Linked DNA regions of Sus scrofa: regions 2, 3 and 4 are each linked to region 1. The links are chromatin contacts, called in public Hi-C and promoter capture Hi-C maps. All regions are on one chromosome and are shown on one strand. Each heading gives the region's core, a stretch centred on a gene start, on an enhancer-like site or on the middle of the called end of the contact. The rest is flanking DNA. Distances are from core to core; before and after follow the strand shown.

Region 1 (5,130 bases), core at 1,605-4,104:
TCATGATCAAAGCCAAAAGGAAGCAAGAACATGTGGACCACATTTGAAGTGGGTTGAAAAAGAGGAAGCTTGAAAGGCTGTTTGCTTTTTCAAAGATCTCAAGTGATTAGAGAGATATATATTCATTTGAGGCAGGAGGTCCTGTGCTGGCAATTCTTTATTCACTAATTCATGGACTCTCATAATGTACCCAAGGGGGTTATTGTTAGTTATAACTTAGAAGCAGAGGAGGACCAGAGGGGGTCAGTGACCTACCCATAGTCACACAGCCACTGGGTGGCACAACCCAACCCCAGCTATGGCCTTTCTACATTCTTTTTTTTTTTGTCTTTTTGCTATTTCTTGGGCCGCTCCCGCAGCATATGGAGGTTCCCAGGCTAGGGGTCTAGTCGGAGCTGTAGCCACCGGCCTACGCCAGAGCCACAGCAACGCGGGATCCAAGCCGCATCTGCAACCTACACCACAGCTCATGGCAATGCCAGGTCCTTAACCCACTGAGCAAGTGCAGGGACCGAACCTGCAACCTCATGGTTCCTAGTTGGATTCGTTAACCACTGCGCCACGACAGGAACTCCCCTTTCTACATTCTTTCAGCTGCACAGGCCACCCTATCTTTTACAGGATCAAGGCTGGAGCTTCCTTTTAAGGCTCAAATATCTCTGGAGAAGAGGCCACCATGTCCCCTGCTCCCCTGGAAGCTGAGCAACTGAAAGCAGATTTCCTTAAACATTAAGAATGGAGGAGTTCCTGGAGTTCCTGTCACAGCTCAGTAGAAACGAATCTGACTAGTATCCATGAGAACACAGGTTCTATCCCTGGCCTCACACAGTGGGTTAAGGATCTGATGTTGCCATGAGCTGTAGGGATAGGTTGCAGACATGGCTCAGATCCTGCGTTGCTGTGGCTGTGGCATAGGCCAGCAGCTGTAGCTCTGATTGGACCCCTAGCCTGGGAACTTCCATGTGCCACACCTTTGGCCCTAAAAAACAAAAACAAAAAAAAAAAAGAAGACACAACCATACAAAATCTACAAGATGTAGCAAAAGCAGTTCTTGGCGGGGAGTTCATATCAATACAGGCCTTCCTCAAAAATCAAGAAAAATCTCAAAGAGTGTATAGAGGAGTTCCATGGTTAATGAATCCGACTAGGAACTATGAGGTTTCGGGTTCAATCCCTGGCCTTGCTCAGTGGGTTAAAGATCACTGTTGCTGTGGGCTGTGAGCTGTGGTGTAGGTTGCAGACACGACTTGGATCCTGCTTTGCTGTGGCTGTGGTACAGGTCAGCGGCTACGGTTCTGATTCGACCCCTAGCCTGGGAACCTCCATATGCCACAAAAGCAGCCCAAGAAATGGCAGGATTTAAAAAAAAAAAAAAAACTGGATAGAAGAGGAGAGTTGGACCAGGGAAGTCTGAGGAAGTAAAACCTGGAGTTCTCCAGAATCTGGGAGGATTGTGGAGTTGTTTCATTCATTTATTCACCACACACCGTGACCACACAGACTGAGTGCCTGCTGTGTGTGCCTACAGACCCAGCAATGAGCAAAACAGATGTGGTCTCTGGTTTGGTATGGCTGGTGGAGGAGGGTGACTTGAAACAAACACACTCCTTTATGTTAAGGCTCAGGTTGGAAGGGGTCAGCTTGTACCGAGAAAGGACAATGGGGGAAGAAGCTTGGGCTTCCTGGAGGTAGTGACATTGCAAGTGGAGCTGAAAGAGGAGAACTGGGTCAGAAGAAGCCCTAAACTGTTGCCATTCTGCCATCTCCTTCTACTTTAATTCTCCTTCCCCAAATTTGTCTGCTGGACAGCAGGACAAAAATCAGAGACCATGCAATCTTCCATCTGCCAAATCTAGCTTTTAGCCTTTAGGGTCTGGCCCTTGGTCACTCTGCTCCAAGCAAGCTTATAACACCATCTGAAACGGTCATGTCCATTTATTCACTGTCCTGTCCATCCCCTCGCTCAGGACTGAGAACTCGCTGGGAAACCGTGCCAAGAGTTTAGCTCACCATTCTATTTTCAGAACAGCTGGCAGGCATTTAATAAAGACGTGAATGGATGAGTTTCCCTCAACACTAAAAATGCCCCGCAGGAGGCACGCGGGCCACGCGGGTAGGCCCTGTCCTGGGTGATGCTGGGCCTCACTGCGGGGTTCTTGCCAAGCTCCCCCTACCCAAGCTTTTTCTAGGTCCAGGATGGACTGACAGTATATGAGCAAGTACTCTACACTGCACTTGTTGAGCGTCAGCTGCTTGCTAGGGCCTGTGCTCAGGCGGCAGGCCCAGGCGGAAGGTCCAGTTGGACCAGTGCCTTGAGTGACACCCTCCTTGGCTCCTCGATTATGTCACAGCTCCTTCTGGCTCGGAGAAGCACCGCCCCGTCGCTAGCCTATCACTCTACACAGCTCTCCCCACCCCAACCAGCAAGTCTGCCGCAGGACTCCCCGGAAGTTGGCTTATCCACGCGCTGACCACGCCCGCGGCACCGCCCGACCGTGACGTCAAGTGGCGAGACCTTGACGCCACAGAAGCGCGGTGGGGCGGTGTCTCAGTGACCAGCCACGCGTCTCCATGGCAACGGCGGGGGCGGGCCAAGACCGCGGGCCAGAGCCCCGCCCCCCAGAAGGGTTGACTGGGGACCGCTCCTTCCCCGTCCGTGCGCGCCCTCCCAGCCGCGCACCTCCGGCGGTCCCCCCGGCTGCGGCCCAGCCACCCTGGAGCAGCCGCAAAGCGTGGCGGCCGTCGCGCAGTGTCGCCCGCTGCCGCAAAGCGGCGGGCGCGCCGCCGGGTCCCGCCTCGCGCTGTGACGTCACGCGCGCGCCCTACGGCCTCCGGCGGCTGCGCAGTGGGCGCCAGGCCCTCCCCCGCGACGCTGGCGGCGTAAGCGCGGGCCGCGGGCGACGCTGTGAGACCGGGGCGAGCCGGGCGCCCGCGCGGCGGGGACGGCCCGCGCCCAACATGCGGAGGCCGGCGCCGACGGCGCGGGAGCGGGGGCCCAAGCGGGCGCCAGAGCCGGAGCGCGAACAAGGTCCGGAGCGGGGGCCCGCGCCGCGCTGCTGAGGGAGCCCGGGCCGCCCAGCCCGGCCGCCCGGCCGCGGGGCCACGGCCACAGCCACAGCCACAGCCACGGCGGAGGCCGTCAGGTAACGACGCGCGCGCCCTCGCCGGCGGTGCGGCCACGCGCCCCGGTCCTGCGGCCCCACCCCCACGGATCCTTGGATCCCGCCGCCCGTACACCCCGCGCTTCGGACCCCCGCATCCCGCAGACCCCCGGTCCCCCGGCATTCCCGCACCCCAGGGGCCCCCAGAATCCTAACTCTGCTCTTGTGGAACTGTGCATTCCCGACTTTGCTCTCCCACTGACCCCTAAACTGCGACCCCACTGCCCCTATGGCCCACTAGCCCCCACACTCTGGACTCCAACCCTTCTCCCCTGTACTCCAGACCTTGCCAGTGACCCCCAAAATCAGGCCCTGCAACCTCTCGTTCCCACTCATCCGCACACTACAGACCTCACAGCTCCTTACTGATTCTTCATTCCAGACCTCAGTATTCTTCATTCCAGACCTCAGTATTCCAGACCTCACTGTTCCCTCGCTCCAGACTTTGTTGTCCTCCACTCTCCCTCAGTCCCACCCCTCCTCCCTTCTTCACTGCTCCCTAGTGCTCAAGCACACTGTCCACTTCCCATGTCCTTCTATTCCTCCAGCTCTCTCTCCTGGGCCCATGGCTGCTGCCTACGCTGCCGCACACTTGCCCCTTTGTGGCTCTGCAGGATTTGGGGGTGAGCCGGGGGCTGGGGGCAGAGGGGAGGAGCAGCAAGAGGGGTCTGGTCTGGAGGATCTGTTTTGGGCTGCTCAGGAACTCCTGGCTCTCGCCTGGCTGCGCCTCCCCCTTCCGCCCTCGCCACCGGCTTTGTTTTCCGGAAACACTTCAGATGGGGGGGGGGTGTAGCGTCTGTGCCCTGCCAGGGACAGCACTTCCCCTGTCTTCTCTGCCCCAGTTTTCTCAGGGGACACTTTCACGTTCAGGGCTGGGGGCCTTAGAGAAAGCCCTGCTGTGACGTCTGGGGCATCATCCTGGGTAGGCTTTGGGCAGCTGGGTTATTCCCTTGGCCTCCGGATGGCATTGTTTGCAGGAAACAGCCTGGAGGGTTCTGTGCACGTAGGTGGAGTCCAGTATGTTCTCCCCTGCCCCCTCCACCGGGAGACCTAAGCTTGGTCAGTGTCTGGGACTCTGAGGTGTCCACATATTCATTCTGTGGGGCCTCAGGGGCCCTCTCTGCCTTCTCGGGACACAGATAAGCTCAGTTGGCATTTCCCAGCCTCCAGAGACTTCTGTAGCTCTGGGCGTGAGAGATGAGTGGGAAAGTATAGGGGCTCTGATCTGGGGGGCAGAACTGACTGTAGGAGGATTGATCTGATAGTGAAGGGGGTGCTTGCTGGGGCTGGAGGCAGCCCCTGAGAACAGACTGATCTGGACTGCAGGTTTGAAAGGGGGAAGTTTGTGGTTGTCATCAGGAGCTTGTTTTTCTATGTTGTCTCTTCACCAAATTGTGGCCTGCTCTGGGCTCTGCAGGCATGTGGATGGGTGGATGGGTGGGGGCTGAGGACAGCACCCACAGGTGCACACATCAGGGCCCCAGATGTTCATTTCCGCCCCTGCAGTGATGTCTGTGGCCCTGCCTCCAGAGAACGGAATTAAGGAGGCCGCATGGAAGTGGTGGGTGTAGGTTGAGTCTCCTGCTGCCGGGGATGGGGGCAACTGGCTCCTGGGCTAGGGGGTCAGTTGTGTCCACTGCATTTGGCATTGGAGGGAAGAAGATCTGAAGGAGCTGATGGACCCTCATCCACACAGTAGTGGTCAGGTACGCATCTGACATTTCTGTGTGCAGGTGACTCTCAGGTCTTCTGGGTTTCTTTGATTTCCCTGAAGCAGGCTGGGAATGGGTGTCTCAGTACCTGGCTCTGAGCTGTGACAGTAGACCTCTTTGCACACCGACTACTCTGAACCTCCTCCTTTTCACTACGTAGTAATTATCTCTTGGTTGCAAGAGGAAGTAGGTGAGGTTTTGTTTTTGTTTTTGTTTTTTTTAAACTGAAAGCTATCTTCTCATCCCAGCTCTGGGG
Region 2 (5,130 bases), core at 1,712-4,211, 390 kb before region 1:
GCCCCTGTGAGATGTGGGCCAGGCCAGGTGTCCAAGCAAGGACCAAGGTTCCAGAGAGCCAGGGGCGAGGGGTGGGGGGGTGCTACCCAGTTGAGCCTTTGAACCAGGTCAGCCCGAGGAGGCAACCACAGCACCCGGCAGAGCCACCTGCCCCACCTGGCTGACATCCAGTTCCAGGTCCTCGCCGGCTTGCCGCAGCCCCTCACACTTCTGCTTCAGCTGGGCCCCCGCCTGACGCAGCCTCTGGTTTGTGGCCACGTAGTCCCGACTCTGCTGGTAGAGCTGCTCTCGCTGGGCCTCAGCATCTTCAGCCCTCCAAGAGGGGCCTGGGGAATCTGGGGACAGGACAAGGCAGCATCACTGCCCCCAGGTCACAGAGAGGACCCAATTCACCCCCCAAAGAAAGCAATGAACTGGAGGGGACAAGTCACAGAGGAGGCCTGACTTCACCATCCCACGGCCCTGCCTAGGGGTGAGCTCTATCCAGCTTCTGGTAACCCTGAAGCTGACAGCAGACTGGCTCTCATCTGTGCTCTCCGTGGCTGTGTGTGACACTCAGGGGGTCGGGAGGTGGCAAAGAGGGAACAGACATATATTTCCCAATGACTCTGCTTCCTAAAGGGTGTGCCAGGGGAGGAGCAGTGAGCACAAAAAAGCACAGATTTCAGGGCCACTTGGAGACATGTCAAGGTCCTCTCTGCTCTGCCTGGTCCCCTTGTCTATAAACAGGCCCAGAAACAGCAATTTGATTAAAAATCACTTTATTAGAGTTCCCATTGTGGCATAGCAGTAATGAGCCCAACTAGTATCCATGAGGGTGTGGGTTCAATCCCTGGCCTTGCTCAGTGGGTTAAGGATCCGGCGTTGCTGTGAGCTGTGGTGTAGGTCGCAGATGCTGCTCAGATCCCACATTACTGTGGCTGTGGCCTAGGCCAGCAGCTGCAAACTCCAATATAATCCCTAACCCAGGAATGTCCATTTGCTAAAGGTGCAGCCCTAAAAAAAGTAAAAATAAATCACTTTATCACCTGCTTTAGTAACAAGGTAGGACAGGCCAGACAGTGCACATGGAGGCCAAGGATGGTCCTTGACAGGAACACAGGCCAGCAGAGAAGCCCCCTCTCCCTAGAGTGAGCCCTGGCACTGCCCATTCCTCATGCCCTCAACCTCTGGATGCTGGGAACCTGGACCCATGATTTCTTTTTTTTTTCTTTCCTTTTTTTTTTTTTTGCTTTTTTAGGGCAGCACTCGTGGCATATGGAAGTTCCCAGGCTAGGGGTCGAATTGCAGCTGCAGCCGTCAACCTATGCCATAGCCACAGCAACACAGGATCCAAACCATCCATGTCTGCAACCTACAGGACAGATCACAGCAATGCTGGATCCTTAATCCACTGAGTGAGGCCATGGATCGAACCCGAACCCTCATGGATGCTAGTCAGCTTTGTTACCGCTGAGCCATGACGTGAACTCCTGGACCCGTGATTCATAAGGCTGGGATTCAAGCAGCCTCCGATGACCCAACTGTGAGCCAGGGATAAACATGGCTCCTGTTGCTTGGGCTGGCCTCTCAATCGCAACATTCCAGGTGATGGAAATATCCTCCAATGTAGCTATCCAATGCAGCAGCTGGCACAAGCGGGCTGCTGAGCACTTGAAATGTGGCCACGTGTAACAAAGAACTGAATTTTTTTCTTTTTTTTAATGGCTACACCAGTAGCATATGGAAGTTCCCAGGTCAGGGATCAGATCCAGGCTGCAGATGCTACTATGTCCTAGCTGTGGCAACGCAGAATCCTTTAACCCGCTGTGCTGGGCCAGGGATCAAACTTGAGTCTTGGCACTGCAGAGACACTGCCTATCCCACTGTGCCACAGCGAGAACTCCTATTCTCATCTTCTAGAGTCCCACAAGCCTTATACTGAATGTCAATACCCACTAGAATGGAGCAAGGCAGACACTTTAATCTTTTTGTTCGTTTTTCCACCTCAGTGCTTAGAACAGATTCCGGCCCATAATACGGTCTCAATGAAGGTTTGTTTCTTTGCTTTTTTTTTTTTTTTTAAGGGCCTCACTCGTGTCATATGGAAGTCCCCAGGTTAAGGGTCAAATCTGAGCTGCAGCTGCCCTCCTACCTCACAGCCACAGCAACACAGGATCCGAGCTGCGTCTGCGACCTACACTGCAACTCACAGCAACGCCGGATCCTTAATCCACTGAACGAGGCCAAGGATCAAACCGGCATCCTCATGGATCCTAGTTGGGTTCGTTAACCGCTGAACCACGAGGGGTCACTCCTCAATGAAAGTTTGTTGAATGAATAATGAACCTCATAGAGCAGAACACAAAATTCACCCTACAACTGTATGCCCAACCCTGAAGTCACGGATCTGCTTCCATCTTCTGAACAGGGGCGGACACACTTTTTCTGCAAAAGGCCAGATGCAAGTATTTTTGGCATTTCAGGGCTAGATAATTTCTGTCCTGAATACTGAACTCTGCCCTTCTGTCTTAAAAGCAGCCAGGTACTTTTCCCCACCCCTTCCTGCTGGCCTCTCGGGGTCGCCTCTCCCCTACCTTCAGGAGCCAGAGCGGTGAAGACGGGGTCCTCGGCAGGGGCCCCCCGCACGTCCTCCAAGATCTGCTCCACTGTAGGGGGCGCCGGGCGGGTGGGCAGCACCACGCGCTTCTTGGTCTTGGAGCTCATCCCGGTAGACCGGAGAAGGAAGTGTTGACGGGGTTGTTCCTCGCGCCCAACGAATTTCTACACACGCTCCAGTTCCCCGCTCCTGGCGAAGCCCTTCCTGCCCTGATCCTCCCAAGGGCTGAACAACACGGAGCCAGGGGCTTCAGCGTTCCCCTTCACTCAAGCCTCAGTTTCCCGCTGAGGCTGCTGCCGCCAGCGCCAACTCACCTGCACCGCCTCCGCGGCCGACCGACCATTTCCGCTTCCGGTCACGGTACAGTCCCACCCTACTCGCAAGAGACACACGCTTCCGGCCGGATCCTCCCCGGCTCGTGAAAGCCACGCCCCCTTAAAGAGGCCGCTCCCTCCAGGGTTCTGGTGCGATCGAAGAAACGATTGGACCAGAACCAGAAAGGATGAGACTTCAGCCTCTCCCCCGAGGGGTGGGCGCAGGGTCCTGTTCCCGGCTCTTCTCTCTGCCTAACAAAGCATCTGAAGCCCGGTTTTTTGCAAAAGGGAGACGCAGTCCTCAATCTACGTGGCTGTCGTAGCAACAAATTTACGGTGCAGTCTCTCACCACGTAGCGGGCCACCAGTTCCCAGCGAGGTGGCCAACCTCCGGGATCCCTCTCAAGGTTGCCTCTCCCTTGTCTAAAACCCCCTCCCTACCTGGGTGGGGCCGTAGCTCTGGAGGGTGATCTTGGCCCCCGCCTCTTGGCTAGGACTGAAGACCACCACAGAGCCCAAGGAGGGCGTTTTTAAACAGCTTTATATAATTTACATACTATAAAGTCCACCTGCTTAAAGTGTACAATTCAATGGTTTTGGAATATATATAGGAGAGAGACAGACAGAAAGACAGAGAAGTTGTGCAACCATCACCGCAGTCTAAAGCCAGAACATTCCCTCATCCTCATCACCCCATCCCTTAACAATCCACTATGTTTATGAATTTGTCTGTTCTTGGCGTATCACATTCATGGAATCACACAAGTGTGCCTTTCTCTGAGCATCGTGGTCTCAAGGTCCGTTCACATGGCAGCCAGTGTCGGTGCTTCTCTCTCTTTCATGACTGAGGGATGCTCCTGTGCATGAAGGGACCATATAATGTTTGCCCATCATCCAACAATGTTGTTTCCATATTTTGTCTGCTGTGAATCATGCTGCTGTGAACATTCTTACAAGTGTTGTGTGAATGTGTCTTTAGTTTTCTTGGGTACATACTTAGGAGCAGAACTGTTAGGTCATATGGTAACTCTATGTTTAACTGACTATGGACCTATTTCCCAAAGTGACTGCCCCAAGCTGGCATGTTTTGGGCATTTACTGTGTGCCAGGTGGGAAAATTACCTCTTGACCCTCAAGAGTATTTGGTGAGGCAGGTGCCAGACTTCATGCTGCTGCACAGGATGGCTACGGAGGCTCTGAGAAGGCAGCCAGGTGCCTCTGGACACGCAGCCTGGATTTGCAGAGCCAGACACCACTTCAGGCCTAACTCCAGAGCTGGGCAGAGCTGGGTGGGACTCTAGGCATGCAGGCAGGTCTAGGAGAGCAGATGGCTGTCTCCTCCCTTACCCACCTCCTGCTTCCAGTGGGTCCAGCTGCAGCCCTAGACAGAACCTGAGTCCCTTGAAGGCTTGAGGCTGCCCAACCCAAGCCTGGTAGCCAAGCAGATTCTCAGATGACCAGGGGCACTGGAAGGGTGTGTGTCTGGACTCCTGCTACAAACCAGGACTACCCCCTTGGAGTCCAAGTGAAGCCCATGGTCAAGGCAAAACCAGCCTCCACTCCTTTGTGGAAACCACCTTACGGCTCTGAAAATCAGAAGGAACAGGTTGCCACCCTATTGATGTATGTGAGGACAGACTAGATACTTTTTTTTTTTTTTTTTTTGGTCTTTTTAGGGCCGCACCTACAGCATACAGATGTTCCCAGGCTAGGGGTCAAATCAAAGCTGTAGCCACTGGCCTACACGCCACAGCCACAGCAATGCCAGATCCAAGCCACATCTGCAACCTACACCAAAGCTCATGGCAACCACAGCCAGATTCTTAACCCAATGCGGGAGGCCAGGGACTGAACCTGTGTCCTCATGAATACTAGTTAGATTCGTTTCCCTTGAGCCATGATGGGAACTGCCAGAGTAGAGACTCTTAATAGTTCCATAAACACCCTTTTCCATCCTTACCCTCCCTGCACTTCAGGATCCTCCTTGGGTTCCGGAGAAGTAGAGAACCCACTTTCCAGATGGGGACGTTGAGGCCTGGCTGGAATGAGAGCAATGTACCTTCAGCCCATAATCCCCTCAGCCTCCCCTACGACCTCAGAGACTAGAGAAAAGTATAATTATTGGAAGCTAGTGGACAGGTGAATTGTCATTTGCAAGCCGCACTTGCTAGTTCTCAGTGTTAAAGGGAAAGTCACCCACAAGGATGGAGGAGTTAG
Region 3 (5,130 bases), core at 1,066-3,565, 310 kb after region 1:
GTTACTGCTGAGCCACAATGGGAACTCCTCACCTGCTTTTTGTTTTCACCATGAGCAGGAATTCTAAGCAATGTCATATATATATATATATAACTTTTTTTTTTTTTTTTTGCATGTGGAGGTTCCCAGGCCAGAGATCGAATCCACACCACAGCAGTGACCCAAGCCACCACAGTGACAACGCTGGATTCTTAACTGCTAGGCCACCAGGGAACTCCAAATTTTATTTTTTATTTTTATTTATTTATTTTTTGCTTTCATTCTTTTCGGTCATTGATTAAATATTCTTTCCCTGGGAAATTTCTTTGGTTGGCTTCAAATTTGCAGTTATTCCAGTCTCTGCTGAGACTTTTTTGTCTTTTTTTTTTTTGTCTTGTCTTTTTAGGGCCACACCTGCGGCATATGGAAGTTTCCAGGCTAGGGGTTGAATCAGAGTTGCAGCTGCTGGCCTGCACCACAGCCATAGCAATGCCAGATTTGAGTCTCGTCTATGACCTACACCACAGCTCACAGTAACACGAGATCCTTAACTCACTGAAGGATGCCAGGGATCAAACCTGTGTCCTCATGGATACTAGTCAAGTTTGCTAACTGCTGAGCCAAGATGGGAACTCCCTGTCTTTTTAGTTGAAGTATACCGGTGTTAATTTCTGCTGTACAACAAAGTGATTCAGTTATTCATATATATTGTTATTTTTTTTTTTATGGCCACACCTGCAGCACATGGAAGTTCCTGGGCAGGGAGCAAACCTGAGCCTCGCCAGCAACCTGAGCCATTGCAGTCTTTTTTTTTGGCTTTTTTCTTTTTAGGGCCACACCTGCGGCATATGGAGTTTCCCAGGCTAAGGGTTGAATCTGAGCTGTAGCTGCTGGCCTACACCACAAGCACAGCAGCATGGGATCCGAGCCATGTCTGCGACCTACACCACAGGTCACAGCAATGCCTGATCCTTAACCCACTGAGCAAGGCCAGAACCCTCGTCCTCATGAATATTGGTTAGGTTCCTTAACCACTGAGCCATGACAGGAACTCCTGCAGTCTGATTCTTAACCCACTGTGCCATAGCAGGAATTCCCACATTCCTTTTTATATTCTGGTTTATCACAGGATATTGAATAGCGTTACCTGTGCTATACAGTAGGTCTCTGTTGTTTATCCATCCTATACACACTAGTTTGCACTCCCAAACTCCCAATCCTTCCCTCTGCCTCTGTTGAGTTTTAATAATGTTTATAGGGAAGTACTAAATTAGACACTTACATTACTTATAAATACCATGTAAGTAAACAATGAATTTTGCATTCCACATGGAAGGGAATTTGGGGACACATGCGGATTCAGCCACATGTTTTGGAGAGTATATTTCTATAAGTTTTGTAATAATTCAAGGTCCTTTTGTGGAAAGTTTGTGTCTCCAACCCCAATGGGCACAGTAGATTGGAAATAAAAGAGACGAAAGTGAGAGGCAGGGACTGAAAAGACAAAGAAAAAAGTAGGAGTAGCTTCAGTTCCTTGTAACACTTTGCAGACTCTGTGCCTAAACCCTAAAAGCGTGAAAGAAAAGAGACCTGCAAAGAATATTTTTTTTGCTTGGGGCAAAATTTAGTTCACCCATGGAATAGCTTTGTGAGTTCATCTTCAAGGAGAAGCATTTCTGCTTCAGTCCAAATGTGACAAGAAATATTTTACTAAATTTGAGTAATACCTTTAACACTGAAACTTCTCTTTTTAAACTGTAAATTGTTTCAATATGTGAAGGAGCAAATCCAGAAAATCATCTTTGGGAAAGATCATTACTAGGTTACTACAGAAAATAATTCTGTCTTATGCTGCGATGAGAGGGCTGGGACCCTTTCCTCCAAATACCCAGGACCTTTGTCGTCAGAGCCGCCTGGGGGAGGGAGTCCCTCAGGGGGAAGGGACCCCAGCGAGGGAGCCGGGGACCATGGTGGAGACGTGGCCACAACGAGACACCCCTCAAGCAGGCCCAACCAGGCGCCCCCGCCCCAGGCCCGGCTGTGGGGGGGAGGCCGGGGCGGGGCGCGCGCCGCGCACTCCCGTCACGACGGGAGCCCCGCCCTTTCCGCGCGCCCGCAGAATTACGACAGCGGCGGGGGGGCGGGGCCCGAAGCCTTTTGCCCAATCCAAGGGGCGGCTCCACGCGAGTCCGTCGCGTTTCACCAATCAGATGCCGAGAGGGGCGGGCACACCTGGATTTCCTGGCGGCACCGCCCCCTCGTGCGGCCGCGTTCCCGCGGAGCGTGGGCGTGGCCTACGCGTGATGCCTATAAAAGCGGGCGGCGGTGGCGGCGCCATTTTGCGAACGGCGAGCAGCGGCGGCGGCGCGGAGAGGCGCAGCGGAGGTTTTCCTGGTTTCGGACCCCAGCGGCCGGATGGTGAAATCCTCCCTGCAGCGGATCCTCAACAGCCACTGCTTCGCCAGAGAGAAGGAGGGGGATAAACCCAGCGCCACCGTCCACGCCACCCGCACCATGCCGCTCCTCAGCCTGCACAGCCGCGGAGGCCGCAGCAGCGAGAGGTGAGCGCCCCGCCCCCGCCCGAAGCTTCCAGAAGCGGCTCCGCGCAGGCCCGCAGGGGGCAGGCGGCGGGGCGCCACGGAAGTCCCGGGAGCGCGAGGTCCGCCCCTTTGTCGATGCCACAGTCGCGCGGGGGGCGGGTTCTTGGCGGGATGGGGGCGGGGCCCGGGGGCGGGACTGGGAGCGTGGGTTGTGTCTCAGGTTCGGTTGCCCGACGGATGGTGTATCCCGTTGAGTTTGAGGGACACTGGAGTCTTTGGATTGGGGACTTCAGGTACCTGGTCGGGTTTAGGGGAGCACGGGAGTCTCTGGGTTGGGGGCTTCAGGTATCTGCTCGGGTTGCGGGGGGGCACGGGAGGTCACGGGCTGGGGACGTGAGATTCCGTGGCCAGGTTTGGGGCAGCGGGACCCGAAGTGGAGTCGGGTCCCGAGAATCTGTGATTTGCCGATGCGGAGGGTTTGATCGTTCTGCGGCTGGACGAATTCGGCCGAGCCACCCCCGCCCCCGGACGTGGCCCCGGGACGCGGCGGTCCTGGGCGCCACGTAGACGGCGCCCGGGGCCCTTCTCAGGGTGGTGGCCGGACCGCCCCCTCCCCCGTTGGGCGGTGGAGGGCGGGGGTCCAGGTGAGCTGCGGTTCGCGAGCTACTTGACGACTGCCCCGGGAGATTTCCGCGGCCAGACCCCGAGCCGTGATGCAGACGTCGGCGTGTCGGGGCGCCCCGGATGGGAGCTGAGCAAAATGGAGGCGACTTTGGGCCCTGTTTACACTGCGCAGCAAATGGCTGCTGGCGCTGCCGGTTGCGCGATTGTGAAAATCTCCCCCGGGGCCGAGGGCCTCTCTGCTGAGATGACGCAACCCGAGGCCGCTGGGAGTGCGCGGGAGGGCGTCTCTGCGGGCCTGTCCCCGCAGCGCTCGCGTGGGTCCGAACGGGCCCCTCGCTTCCCAGCAGGTGTGGACGATGAAAGGGTCGAGGCCTGGGCTGCTTCTGTGAAAAGACAGGTTCCTGGATCACTAGGAAAAGGCTGCTGGATTTCGAGGTCTCCACTGCAGCCTGAAAAGTGGAAAAGGGGAAGCTGAAGCCGCTCGACTTAGAAGTGGGAAGTAGAACCTGATGCAGGCTTGGCTTGAGACAGTTTGTGGTGGTCTTAAGATAAAGGGTGAGACAGCCACCCAGGGGATGAATTGGGCCCTTAGCCAGCATTACCCCCCACCGCCACTCCAGAAGTTGGATTTGAGAGGCTGCTTGTTCTGTGATTGCATAACTATCTTAACTGGTGGCCAGCAGGTGTTGATTTTTGCACTTGGAGGGGTAAGGGGCAGGGTCCTAGGTGGATTTGGCTATCAATCTAGCCTTGCTGGGACTTGAGTCCCTCACCAAAGGCCAGTGGGTCTATTGCCAGTGCTGCTCACCAGCCCATTTCCTTCAGTTCCAGGGTCTCCATCAACTGCTGTAGTAACCTGGGTCCAGGGCCTCGGTGGTGCTCCTGATGTCCCTCACCCACCCCTGAAGATCCCAGGTGGGCGAGGGAATAGTCAGAGGGATCACAATCTTTCAGCTAATTTATTTTACTCTGTAAGTATTCTGGTTCCTTGGATTTCCTGGGTACCTGAGGTGGGGGGAGAGCAGCCAGACCCACAGCATCTGTTACTTAGCAGGCAGAAATGTTTCGTGCACCTGTCGTGTGCCAGGAACTGTACACCACTTTATCAAATTCTCTAAATCCAGGGTTCAAGGAACAAAGGTGCAAACAACAGCCTGGGCCTTGCCTTATGTAGCCTTTGCCCCTCACCCTGGGGCACCTGCTCTGGCCCCGGGCCAAGCCACCACCCCACAGCCAAACATTAGTATTGCAAGGGACTAGTGCTTTTCTGCGTTTTTAAATTGTCATCAGTAGGAAGGGTGAAGATTTCCACCCTGTGAAGGTTGGTGTCCAAGGTTGGCTTTTTTTCTTCCACAGGATAATCGGCTGAATGTAACAGAGGAACTAACGTCTAATAACAAGACGAGAATTTTAAACGTCCAATCCAGGCTCACAGATGCCAAACACATTAACTGGAGAGCGGTGCTGAGCAATAGCTGCCTCTACATCGAGATCCCAGGCGGCGCTCTGCCCGAGGGGAGCAAGGACAGGTGAGGGCAGGGAGCTGCCTCTGTGTGCCTGGAGGGCAGAGGAGGGAAACCAAAGTCAGGAATCAGTCAAGCCATGATTATTTTGGGATTCCCCTTTAAAGCTGTCTCAGCAGTTATCACCCAAGGGATTCAGGGGGACATCCAGGGACCTTGGTGTTTTCATGTTTGAGGGCATCTAGTAGGTGGGGCCGAGAACACTGCTCCAGCACCCTACAGTGTCCAGAATGGCCCCTCAGGAGCACCTGGCTCCAGTGTCAGCAGTGCTGAGGGCGACCCTGGACCCAGAAGGAACTGGCGCTCCATGTAGATCAGGCCCCAAAGATACTTGGAGGTCTCGGCCTGGGGTCCCTGAGGGGTTGCAGGTGGGTGGGTCCTCATGCTGGAACTTCAGCTTTGCAGTTCTTCTCGAATTTGCTGAGGAGCAGCTCCACGCTGACCATGTCTTCATTTGCTTCCAC
Region 4 (5,130 bases), core at 1,216-3,715, 290 kb before region 1:
ATTGATGTAGGGCACCCAATCCAGAATCAGCCGCCAGTCAGTGGCCCATACCAGCCCCACGGCACCCACAGCACCCCACATGCTGGCCGTGGGAATCCTGCAAGGACAGTAGGGGTCAGGCCCCATCCTCCTGGTAGCATGTCTGGATCCCACCCCCCATCCCAAGCTGCCATTTATCAGGGGCCCACCAAGTACTGCCCAGCATGTGGACACATCTTGCTGAGGATGGCATGAGGGCAGCCCATCCAGCGTGTGGGCAGGCATGAGGCAGATGACCTTAAGGCAACTCCATTCCCATCTACTTTCATATTGGGATCTGCTTAAGGTTTTATTTGAGGCATTCTAAAAAAGGCAGGAGCCAGAGCTTGTAACGGTAAGGATAGCTAAAGTACACACAGGGATGTTAATGCAGTTTACAGCAGCTCCATCCCTGACAGAATAGGACTGAGGGATATGTGAGTGTCAGGGGCACTGTCTTACAGATGAGGAGACCAGACACAGAGAGGGCACATCACTCTGTTAAGACACACAGCCTACTAGGCACAGAGCTGAGGCAAGGGGCTCCAGGACTACCACACCACGTTTATGTCCGGCAGGATCCAGGATGGGGCCAACAGTCCCACCTCCTACTGTTCACACCCTTCCTTGTACAGCCCTTCCCCTTGGGTGTGAGTAAGACCCTGTCCCTCATCTCTAACGAGTAAAACTCAGAGGGTGGGCCATACCTGTGTTACAGACTGTGGCTCCAACCAGGTCTGCTGCCTCCTCTTACTCCCTTTAGGGGGAGCTCCTGGCCCTTTGTGAGCTGCCCTGTAGAGGGGCCCATGTGGTCACAACACATGTGTGAGCTTAGAAAGCGATCCCCAGGCAAGGCTTCAGATGAGACCCTGAGCAGAGGACCTGGCTCAGGTGTGTCTGAATACCTGACCCACAGAAACTGATAATCAGTGTTTGTAAAGCTGCCGGATTTGGTGGGCTGTTTGTTACACAGCAATAGAGAAGTCTTACAGGTTCCATCGCTGGCCTGTGCAGGACCAGAATTTGTACATGGGTGACCACCTCACTGGATCATCCTAAGCCATGTGCTTGGGGGTGTTGGGGTGGAGAGTGGAGGGATCAACAGTCCCGAGCCACCTGCAGCAACCCCTGCTCTTGGGGTTGAGGCCCATAATACTCAGCTTTGAGCCTGGGAGAGGTCACAAGTTACCGCTGCCTTTGGAACAGACTACGGGGCAGGTGTCCTGAACAGAAGGGGAATCTCCTCCCACAGCCCAACAGCTCTGAGATTTAATGTCAGAGAAGCCTTCCCTCAGGGAGGCCACCACCCCTTCTCATTCCTGCCACGCACAGGGAGGGAGTGGCCACGAACCTGACTTCTAAGAGGAACCAAAAGATGGAGAGGTGGTGATGATGCTGACAGCCCCTCGTGGGACTTCCTTACACCCTCACGACCTGTCCTTCCCCTCCTCGCATGAAGACGTGGGGTCCAGAGGTCCTCAGTTGCTGAGCACAAAGTCTGGGACACAACCCCCACGGTTCCTGGGGCTGGATCCCGCTTCTTGGCCTCTGGAAGCCAGCAGGGGGGGGACAGGGTTGCACTACACCCCCTTTAACATTTTACATCAGCCTCAGGCCGTGGGTCACATCGGTTTATTTTTTCTTGTTCATGGACTAGAACGTCAGACACGAAGGTTCCGTTTATAGCTGTGTCTCTGACTAGAAGCGAATACACTCAAGAATGCTGCCGGCTGCCGACGGAAAGAAACTCTGGAAGAGGTGTCGCGGCTCTGACCACAGGCAGATAGGAATGGACAGTTCCGGGGGCCTGGGCCGCCTGCGGGAGGGGCTGCGGGTGCTGCCGGAGGTCCCACTCGACGCCAGGGACGGCTTTTTCGTTTGTAAAGCCCACCCGAAGATGCCTGCCAGATCCACCATCCAGGGCCAGCCCCCACCCCTAACTCCTTGCCGGGGACACGACTGCCGAGTATAAGCCGGTTTCCTAGCGCCCCACGTCGTGGGCACGCCCATCCTAGCTGCCACGTGGGGTCACCCCAACACTACCCGCCTCTGACAAGTGCAGCTGTCGGCTTCATAACGTCAAACAAAAGCAAAGTTAGGAGCGTATATGGTCAGTTTCCAGGCCCCAAGAGCTGAACCGGGGGTGCTGGGCGCGGACTGGGTGGGCAGCATTACGGTCCCCAGGGAGAGGGGGTCGGGGGCCCTCCACGCACGTGTGCTCAGAACACACCGCGCCGCCGCTCCGTGCCTCTGTTTCCCCCATCTGGGACCCGGCAGGACACGGGGTCCAAGTCCGAGGGCGAGCTGCGTCCTTACCAGTTTCTGGCCAGCTCGCGGTAGCGCGGACCCAGGAACCTGCTCAGCATTGCGGCGCAGTCTTAGCTCAGGGTGACCCCGGCCCCCTCGGCTCGGACGCACTGCGCAGGCGCGACCGCCGCTGCGCGCAGGCCCTCAAGGAAGCCCCGCCCCGTCTGGGCGGGCTGACTGCGCGAGACCCGGAGCCCACCGCTGCAGGGCGCTCAGACTTGGAAGACATTTGCAATCGCTTCCGGGGAGGGTCTGAAGATCGCACACTGGAGTGGGCGGGCCTGGGGGCGGGGCTTTCTTGCCGCGGGACCCGAGGACGCCGGCCCTGCCCCTCCGCTCCGCAGGTCAGAGTGACTCCTGCTGAGCAGCCTCCAGCAACTAAGCGTGGCCCGCGACATTTGTCCGGTGAGTTTGTGTCCTTACTACATGCCAGAACTTTATTAACAGTTAAACCGAGGCCATACGAGGAAGAGTGTCGCAGAGGGGAAAGGAGGCGTTTTGAACTCCCTTTTGGAGGATTTAGGCGTTCTCACTGGACTTGCTGTCAGCGGGACCTTGGCCAGATAGCAGTGCTACCCCGAGCCTCCGAGCGTCGGTTTGCTCGCGCTGAGTTGTTTGTTGCTAAGAGACCCTGTTGTAAATTGTTTGCACGTTTCGTTTGGGAGTGATTCCTCACTCCGGCGGCAGAGGGAGGCCTGGCTCCTCGCATTGTCAGCACTTCAGGACACCTGTTAGCTGCTGGGACCCGGACAGGCGGCTCCTCCTCACCCTGCTTCCCGCCGCCCCAAGCTCGCCTTCTTCAGTCACCGCCTTTGGGACCACCAGTGTCGAATGCAGGCTTGGGTATGAGGACTGGACTCTGGGTTTGTCTGCCCATTTCGTCGCGTTCCAGTCCTTTTGGAATCAGCACCTGGGCACCCTCCAAGACTGCAGTTTCAGGGGCTGCAGGTTCTCACCTGCCCCTGGCCACGGGGGTGGGGGGTGGGGCAGAGAGGACCCGAATAAACCTCTGTCCTTGATGGACCCTTAACATGTGGGACATAGAGGGTGCCCTGAAAATTACAGAGAGAGAGAAATCTTGAGGCAGAAGAATATACCAGCCCAAAAAGATGAGCAGAGGTGGGTGTAGAGGCCTTGGCGCTGCAGGTCCTGGATCCAGCAATTTCTGAAGCTCTGCCTCATTGTTCCTTCTGCTTAATGCACTTCAGCTCATGATGCAGAATACTTTTCCTTTCAAGTGATAAAGAACAAAAGTCGGCTTAAGAGAAAAGATGGACGTTTAAAGGCATGTTGGATGGCTTCAGGCACAGGTGGATCCAGGAGTCTAGCACTATCATGAATCTTTCCCTCCATTTCTCAGCTCTTTTGTGTTGCTCTCACTCTCTGGTGAACTCCCTCTGAGCAGAGGCACCCAGAAACTCTGGGTTGACATTCCAGCAACCCTTGCAGGAAGATGGCACCTCTTTCCAAATAATCACAGAGAATGCCCCAAAGCTGGTTCTCATTAGCCTGCTATGGAAACAGGGCAGAATCACCCCCTCTCACATGAGAACATGGACTGAAATTGGGAGAGGATCCCCAAAAGAGAATACCAGGGTTATGTGACCAGAAGAGATGGAGGATAAGCCAGAATGGTTGGCTACCCTGGCACACCACTGGCTCTCTGCCCAGGCCTCTGGGGTTCCCTGTAGGATCCTCATCTGGCCCTTGGGAAACCAAACTCCTTTTCTTGTGTTTAACTGATATGAAATTCACATAACATACAATTAACCATTTTAAAGTGTACAGTTTAGGAAGTTCCCCCTGTGGTACAGCAGAATCAGCATTGTCTCTGCAGTGGCTTGGGCCACTTCAAGGGTGTGGGTTTGATCACCAGCCTGGCACAATGGGTTAAGGACCCAGCATTCTGAATCTGTGCTGTAGGCCAATGCCTGGCCTGAGAACTCCATATGCTGAGGATGCCGCCATAAATAAATAAATTAATTAATTAAATAATTAATTAAGTGTACAGTTTAGTGGCCTTTAGTACATTCACAAGATCATGTACCCACCATCTCTGTTTTATTCCAGAACATTGTCCTCACCCCAGGAGCAACGTCAACCCCATCCCCAGCCCCTGACAACCAGGACCCCCTCTCTGTGTCTGGGGATATGCCTGTTCTGGACGTTTCCCATCCATGGAATCCCACACTGTGTGTCCTTCTGTGTCTGCTTCTGTCACTGAGCGTTGTGGTCTCCAGGTCCGTCCACGTGGTAGCGAGTATCAGTGCTTCTTTCTCCTTCAGGGCTGAGTGATGCTCCTATGTGTGGAGGGACCATGTGGTGTTCTGAGTGGTCCTTTCATCTGTTGACAGATTCTTTTCTTTTAGAGGTTTTAGAGCTTTATGGGGACATATTTGACATACAAAAATGCACGCACTTAAAGCATTTAACTTGGCACTTGGACACCTGTGCACACTGGTGAAACCATCATTGCTGTGGAGATGCTGAACAGCCCCCTCTCCCCCTGGGAGATTCCTCCTGCCCTTTTGAACCCCTCCCACTTCCCCTTCCCAGCCCCTGCCACCAGCATCTGCTCTCTGCTACTATGAATTATTCTGCACTTTCTAGACTCTTCCACAGAAGGGAATCATAGACTCCGTTCTCTTTGAGGTCTGGCTGCATCCATGCAGCACAGTTGTTTTGAGTCATCCAAGCCATTGCATCTGTCAGTGGTTCATTCCTTCTGCAGAGTTGGGTTCCATAGAGTGGGTGGACCTGGGTGTTTATCCACTGGCCTGTTGAAGGACATGTGGGTTGTTTCCA

The links. Promoter capture Hi-C pulls out the DNA fragments that hold promoters and counts their contacts. A called contact is a pair of places that touch in the nucleus more often than the background predicts.
Region 2: a promoter capture Hi-C map of liver shows a contact between it and region 1, with 3 times the contacts expected there. The contact joins the promoter of C2H19orf25 here to the promoter of CSNK1G2 in region 1. A contact is called at or near these places in 1 of 5 promoter capture datasets (liver) and 1 of 47 Hi-C or Micro-C datasets (liver).
Region 3: a promoter capture Hi-C map of fetal liver shows a contact between it and region 1, with 2.9 times the contacts expected there. The contact joins the promoter of OAZ1 here to the promoter of CSNK1G2 in region 1. A contact is called at or near these places in 1 of 5 promoter capture datasets (fetal liver) and 1 of 2 datasets of contacts at active chromatin or transcription factors (alveolar macrophages).
Region 4: a contact with region 1 is called in a Hi-C map of embryonic fibroblasts, with 1.7 times the contacts expected there. The contact joins the promoter of LOC100524239 here to the promoter of CSNK1G2 in region 1. A contact is called at or near these places in 2 of 47 Hi-C or Micro-C datasets (embryonic fibroblasts and liver).

What each region holds. Positions count from the first base shown.
Region 1 is chr2:76,607,355-76,612,484 of Sscrofa11.1, reverse strand. It overlaps CSNK1G2 (casein kinase I), which reads left to right and starts at 2,854. Exons shown (of 12, transcript XM_021084209.1): 1 at 2,854-3,144.
Region 2 is chr2:76,996,813-77,001,942 of Sscrofa11.1, reverse strand. It overlaps C2H19orf25 (UPF0449 protein C19orf25 homolog), which reads right to left and starts at 2,961. Exons shown (of 2, transcript XM_003353978.4): 1 at 2,577-2,961; 2 at 1-335. The coding sequence starts at 2,706. The coding sequence ends at 109.
Region 3 is chr2:76,293,811-76,298,940 of Sscrofa11.1, reverse strand. It overlaps OAZ1 (ornithine decarboxylase antizyme 1), which reads left to right and starts at 2,315. Exons shown (of 6, transcript NR_125342.1): 1 at 2,315-2,540; 2 at 3,491-3,698; 3 at 3,969-4,114; 4 at 4,500-4,672; 5 at 5,064-5,130.
Region 4 is chr2:76,900,554-76,905,683 of Sscrofa11.1, reverse strand. It overlaps LOC100524239 (cytochrome b-c1 complex subunit 10), which reads right to left and starts at 2,465. Exons shown (of 3, transcript XM_003122996.3): 1 at 2,335-2,465; 2 at 1-97. The coding sequence starts at 2,384. TCF3 (transcription factor E2-alpha) reads right to left here. Exons shown (of 21, transcript XM_021084225.1): 19 at 2,335-5,130; 20 at 1-97.